Linked DNA regions of Anser cygnoides: region 1 is linked to region 2. The links are chromatin contacts, called in public Hi-C maps. All regions are on one chromosome and are shown on one strand. Each heading gives the region's core, a stretch centred on a gene start, on an enhancer-like site or on the middle of the called end of the contact. The rest is flanking DNA. Distances are from core to core; before and after follow the strand shown.

The links. A called contact is a pair of places that touch in the nucleus more often than the background predicts.
Region 1: a Hi-C map of liver shows a contact between it and region 2, with 1.7 times the contacts expected there. The contact joins the promoter of CAMKK2 here to the promoter of ALDH2 in region 2. A contact is called at or near these places in 2 of 7 Hi-C or Micro-C datasets (both in liver).

The regions. Positions count from the first base shown.
Region 1 is chr17:3,142,005-3,144,704 of Taihu_goose_T2T_genome, reverse strand. CAMKK2 (calcium/calmodulin dependent protein kinase kinase 2) reads right to left here and starts at 1,429. Exons shown (of 18, transcript XR_010825537.1): 1 at 1,218-1,429. The region is part of intron 1 of RNF34 (ring finger protein 34); the gene reads left to right. ANAPC5 (anaphase promoting complex subunit 5) reads right to left here. Exons shown (of 17, transcript XM_048073818.2): 17 at 2,671-2,700.
Region 2 is chr17:2,299,730-2,302,429 of Taihu_goose_T2T_genome, reverse strand. It overlaps ALDH2 (aldehyde dehydrogenase 2 family member), which reads left to right and starts at 1,347. Exons shown (of 13, transcript XM_048073999.2): 1 at 1,347-1,524; 2 at 2,357-2,461. The coding sequence starts at 1,390. ACAD10 (acyl-CoA dehydrogenase family member 10) reads left to right here. Exons shown (of 14, transcript XM_066979354.1): 14 at 1-518.

The DNA of each region.
Region 1 (2,700 bases), core at 180-2,679, 840 kb before region 2:
GAAGCGCCGGTGCCAGGAGCAGTGTCATCGGCAGCTACGGGGCATGGAGCACTGCTTCCCTTCCTACGGGCGAGCTCAGACCTTGCCAGAAATCTATTAGTCACTGTAGTATACAAAGCCCATATGCATCCCCGCCTGACTTTTAATGGAAAAAATCTCTCAGCGGCTTCTTCAGAAGTCGGAGGACACCCAAAATAACGAGGTACTGGAAAGAGGCACCCAGCCCCCAGCCGAGGCCGGGTGTCCCCAGGCTTCTCATCGCCCCGGCCCGGCCCGGGATGGGACGAGCTGGGGAGGAAACCACCAAGGCTGGCCGGGAGCACCGTGGGGGCAGAAAACCCAGCGGCAGGTTCCAACTGGAAGAAAAGAGCATCTTTAACGAGTTTTTTTTTTTTAACAGCGATGATACCGCCTAACGTTGCTTCAATGGGACACGATGAGCATCCCAAAATGAGAGTGCAAGTGTCAGACCTGGCGTCAGGATGGGCTCAGAGCCCCTCGCCCTATGGCCCCGCACGCTGCCAACACCAATTAAAGACATTGGGGCCGAGCTGGACACAAAACCTCCCCCCAGAATTACGTCCCCGGCCTCGTAAAGGCCGCCTGCCCCTGGTCCATCCGATGCCAGCGCTCCCTGGAGCAGGCTCCGTCCTTCTGCCCCGACCCAAGCCCTGCGCCCACCCCAAGGGATCGTGATGGGGGGCCAGGAGGGGCTGGGACCCCCAGCCCTGGGGGGCGCGGAGCCGCAGGGCTCCCCTGGGGGTGGCAGCGCCCACGCTGCGAGCGGGACGGGAACTTGGTCCCAAAGGTGAAGCAAGCCTCGCCGCTCTCTGCATGAACCCTACAGGCTCAAGGGAAGCCCAGGGTAACGCCAAACGCCCCCGGACCCCCCCGCAGTGGCCTCCCCTCTGCCCCCAGCCTCCAACCCCAGCTCCGACACCACCCCCCCCCCCCCCCAGGATGCCGCCGGCTGCCACCGAGACCCCCGCACGCCCCGGGGCCCCGCAGCCCGGGATGGGGCAGTGCCAACATCGCTCCTACCCCCCACCCCCCCCAAAAAAAAAACAAAATAAATAATAATAATAAAATAAAATAAATAAAATAACGGCGGAGCCGCGCGCAGGCCGGATCTGCTACCGGGGCGTCCCCACCGGGCTCGGCTTTGTCTCGGCTTCAGCCGCAACCCCCCCGCCCCCGCCCCGCCCGCAGGCACCGACCTGACCGGGCCGTACCGAGCCGAGCCGGGCCGGGCCGGGCCGTACCGGGCCGGGCCGCGGGGAAGGGCGCGGCCCCCGGGGGCCGGAGCGGGGCCGCCCGGCGCCGCCTTTGCTTTCGGTTCCGTTCCGGCGGCGAGAGAAGGCGGGAGGGAGGCAGGGAGGCAGCCGGGCACGGAGGCTGGGATGGAGGCTGGAGGCTGGCGGGGAGGCGGGGGGGAGGCCCCGCTCCGCCCCGGGGAAGGGGAGGTTTCCCCCTCCCGCCCCCCCCCCCCTCGGGCAGCCGCAGCCTGCCCGCCCCCCACCGCCGGCAGCCGGGCCCTGGGGGCACGGAGGGGGGGGGATAGATATTTTTATTTTATTTTATATTTGGGGGGGGTCCCCAGCTCGGCCTCCCCTGTCCCCCATGTGGAGGTTGCAGGCGGGGCTCGGCCCGAGGGGCCCCAGCATCCCTCGGGGAGCCCGGGACACTTTTCACATTAATAAATACGGCTAGATTAATAATAATAATTATTATTATTATTATCCTCCTGCCTCACCTGGCAGGGCTCCAGCAGAGGCAGCTTTGGTCCCAAAGTTGCTTTCTCATCGCTACCAGCCCCACGGCTTAGGGGAGCGCTTCCTGGCACGGTACCTGTCCTCCTCGGAGGTTCTGTACTCTGATGAGGTTCAGCTTTTGTACGGCAGTGGGGGGAAAGGATTGAGCGGGAGAACAGACCAGCAGCCCTGTGCTCAGGGTTCACCCAGCACGCGTGTTTGCACTCACACCGGCGCAACCCCACCTGCCCGTGAAATCCCACGTGGCACCCGAATTGTTTTTTCCCCAAACAAGGATCTAAGTGCTTACAGTCAATGGCAACGCATCAGATACTGGGTTAGTTGCGGTCCTCGTTCATCCACAGATAAAACCGGCGCACGTAAGTTACAGCCAGCACCTAAGGAGGAACACACACGGTAAACGTAGTTCAGCTGAGCTAAGGCTCTTGTTTGCACGTTTTACTTTTCTGAGCCACTCTTTGCACAAGGACGCGCCTAACGCAACAGTGCCGGGACTTTGTACCATTAAACCCTTCCAACTGAACCCTGTTTTCCCCTTCTGCCAGCACCATCCATGTCCCCAGACTAACACAGCCTGTAGACAGGTTAAACACAAGGAAAGAGAAGCATTTTACATGAGACTCCCCATTCTGTACCACTTAAACTGAGCACAAAGAAGCCTCACCTACGTTTTTCACTAGTTTTGTACCCCAGTGTTCATAAAAACAGCACTGATTCTGAAAACGGCACTGAGATATTTCATCATGACAGCGGTGCTCCCCTCAGCACGTTTGTAACGCAGTCAAGAGTTTTTTCTTTCTTCCCCTCATTCAATTCTTAATTTCAAGTACAGAATAAAAGCAAAATGGGTGGAAACCCTTGCCTCCCCCTAAGTCACTGCAAACAAAATACAAGCATGTTCCATAGAAGACCATGATTTATTGGCAAT
Region 2 (2,700 bases), core at 98-2,597:
CCTCTGGCGTGGGAGGGGTCACGGTATCTGCAGCCTGCGAGCTTTTGAATTTCCGTGGTGTTTGCTGTCATCTGGATCAATAGCTGTGGGGCAAATTCCATCCCTGGGTCATGAGGCTGCAGGCACGAGCCTTGCAGCGGGGAGAGCCGGGCCGGGTTTGGGAATGAAGGAGATGGAGCAGAGCCTCTCGCCTTCAGCACATCCCCAGCACCCCGTGGGTGCTGGGACTCCCGTGGTGGGGGAACTGGGTCAGGTCCTGGAGGACTCTGGCTTCTGGGGAGTCCCTGGAGCTGAGGCCCCTGGAACTGGGAGGAACTGGGAGGAACTGGGAGGACTCCACGGCCCCGGGGCTGCAGTGGGTCTCTCTGGGTTTCCCTGGGGCGATGCAGATCAGCGGGGGGCTTCCAGTGCCCCACACGGAGCAGCAGCAGGGAGGACTGGGGGCTTGTGATCGTGGTGATTCCTGGGCTCTTCACGTGTTCTCTGGTATTAATTCAATATTGAAGTGCTGGGCGTAATTCTTGGCATTCACCGGCTTAACAAGGTCGTCTCTTCGGTATCCTCCGCCCGTTTTGCTCCCACTGGAAACTCCGCTGGGGATGGTGGGATGCGGCGGGGTCCTTGCAGTGATGTGGGTGGCGACGCCTGGCGCTGGCTCCTCCGGCACAGGAGCGCTCTCGCAGCCCAGGCCCGCAAAACCTCGTTATCTCAGCGCCCCTGCTGCCAGGGGAACGAGGGGTGCTGCGGGAGGGCCCCGGGACGGCCGTGCTGGCTGCTCAGCGCCGGGACCGTGGGGCTGCCGGGGAGCCCTGTAACCTGAGCTGCGCCTTCTGGAGCCGCAGGATGAAACCCGACCTCCCGCAGGCGTTCGGCCCCGAAGGAGGGGGGACTCCGGGAGCCTGCAGCCGCCTTGGCGCCTCCGGCCGCCTCGTCCCGCTGGCAAGCGGGATCCCGGGCTGAGCCTCGGAGGCTGGGGCTCCCCGGGGGGCGTCCCCTCGGTGCCCGCGGGGCGAACGCCACGAACGGGGCCGGGTCGGAGGCGCTGAGCCCCCGGGGGGAACGGGCTCGGGGCCGGCACAACCTCGGGGCAGCAGCGGCGCTGCCAGCCTCGGGCTGCCCGTGCGGGCACGCGGGTGGGCGGGGCGAAGCGAGGCGGGGGGCGTGGTTATGAATGGAGGGGGGCGTGGCGATGAGCGGCGGGGGCGTGGTCACGAGCGGCGGGGGCGTGGTTATGAATGGAAGGGAGCGCGGTGATGAATGGCGGGGGCGTGGCGCTAAGCCGCGCGGGGGGCGTGGCCACGCGGAAAGGGGGCGTGGCCACGCGAAAAGGGGCGTGGCGCGGCGGGGGGGGCGTGGCGCGGGTGGCGGCGCCGTGCTGTCGGTGCGGCGATGCTGCGGCTGGCGCTGCGCTCCCCCCGGCTCTGCCGGGGCCCGGCCCGCCCCGGGGCTCCGCTCTCGGCCGCCGCCGCCGCCGCCTCGCCCATCCCCGCTCCCAACCCGCGCCCCGACATCGCCTACAAGAAGGTAGGGCCGGCCCCGGGGGGGGGCGGCGGCAAGGGCTGCGCGGGGCGAGATGGCCGGGGGGATAAGCGGGGGGGCTGTCCCGACGCGGCTCGGGGTGTCACGGTATGGGTGGGGGGTGTCCCGACGCGGGAGGCTGTCACGACGCAGGCGGGTGTCCCGGTATGGCTGGGTGGGTGTCCCGACACGGCTGGGGGCTGTCCCGACGTAGGCGGGTGTCCCGACATGGCTGGGCCGGCGTCCCGACGCGGGTGGGTGGGTGTGTGTCCCGATATGGGTGGGTGATCCGACACGGGCGGCTGTCGCGACGCGGGCCGGGCGCTCCTTCCCCGCGGCCGTGGCCTGGAGCTCGGCGAGAGCGGGACCCGCCCCGGGCCGGCCCCGCTGCCCCGGCCCCGCTGCCCCGGCCCCGCTGCCCCGGCCCCGCTGCCCCGGCCCCGCTGCCCCGGCCCCGGCCGTGCCCGCAGGTCCCCGCAGGCCGCCGGGCTGCCCGACACCCGCTGCCGGGGCGATGCAGCCCCAGCCCCGCGGGTGAAACGGGGCGCGGCGCCGGCGCCCGGGGCGTTTTCCCCCCTCTCCCGAGGCTCCCCGGGGCTTCGGAAGGACCAGGTGAGAGGGGAGCCGCCGCGGTGCGGCTCCTTTTTGTCGGCTGGCGGCTGCTGGGCTGCCTAGGCCAGAAAATCGCCTTCAGATCCGCGTGGTTTTGGAGCCCCCCGCAAGCTGAGTCCCTGGAATTAAACAGCCTGCTAAGCAGCCAGCAAACAAATACAGCTCGTAGCGATTCCTCCTAGGTCTGGCTCCGAGGCGTGACACTGCTTCGCTTTCTTCCTTGCAGATTTTCATAAACAACGAGTGGCACGATGCGGTCAGTAAAAAAACCTTCCCAACTATCAACCCAGCGACAGGAGAAGTTATCTGCCAGGTTGCCGAGGGCGATAAGGTAAATATTCCCTCTGAGATCTGTTTGTTTGCAGCACGCAGGGATTGCGGAGCGGCTGACCTGCACCAATGCTGCGTCCAGTGCTGCTGCTGTCCTGCCCGAGCACTGCTCTCACAAAACCCCCCGGCTTTGCCTCTTCCCAGCGGCAAGCTGGGACTGGAAAGGGTGGGGAGGAACAGACGTGGTGTGGAGTGGAGCCTGTGCTGGGAGGAGCAGCCGTGGGTGGAAGCTGCTGGGCC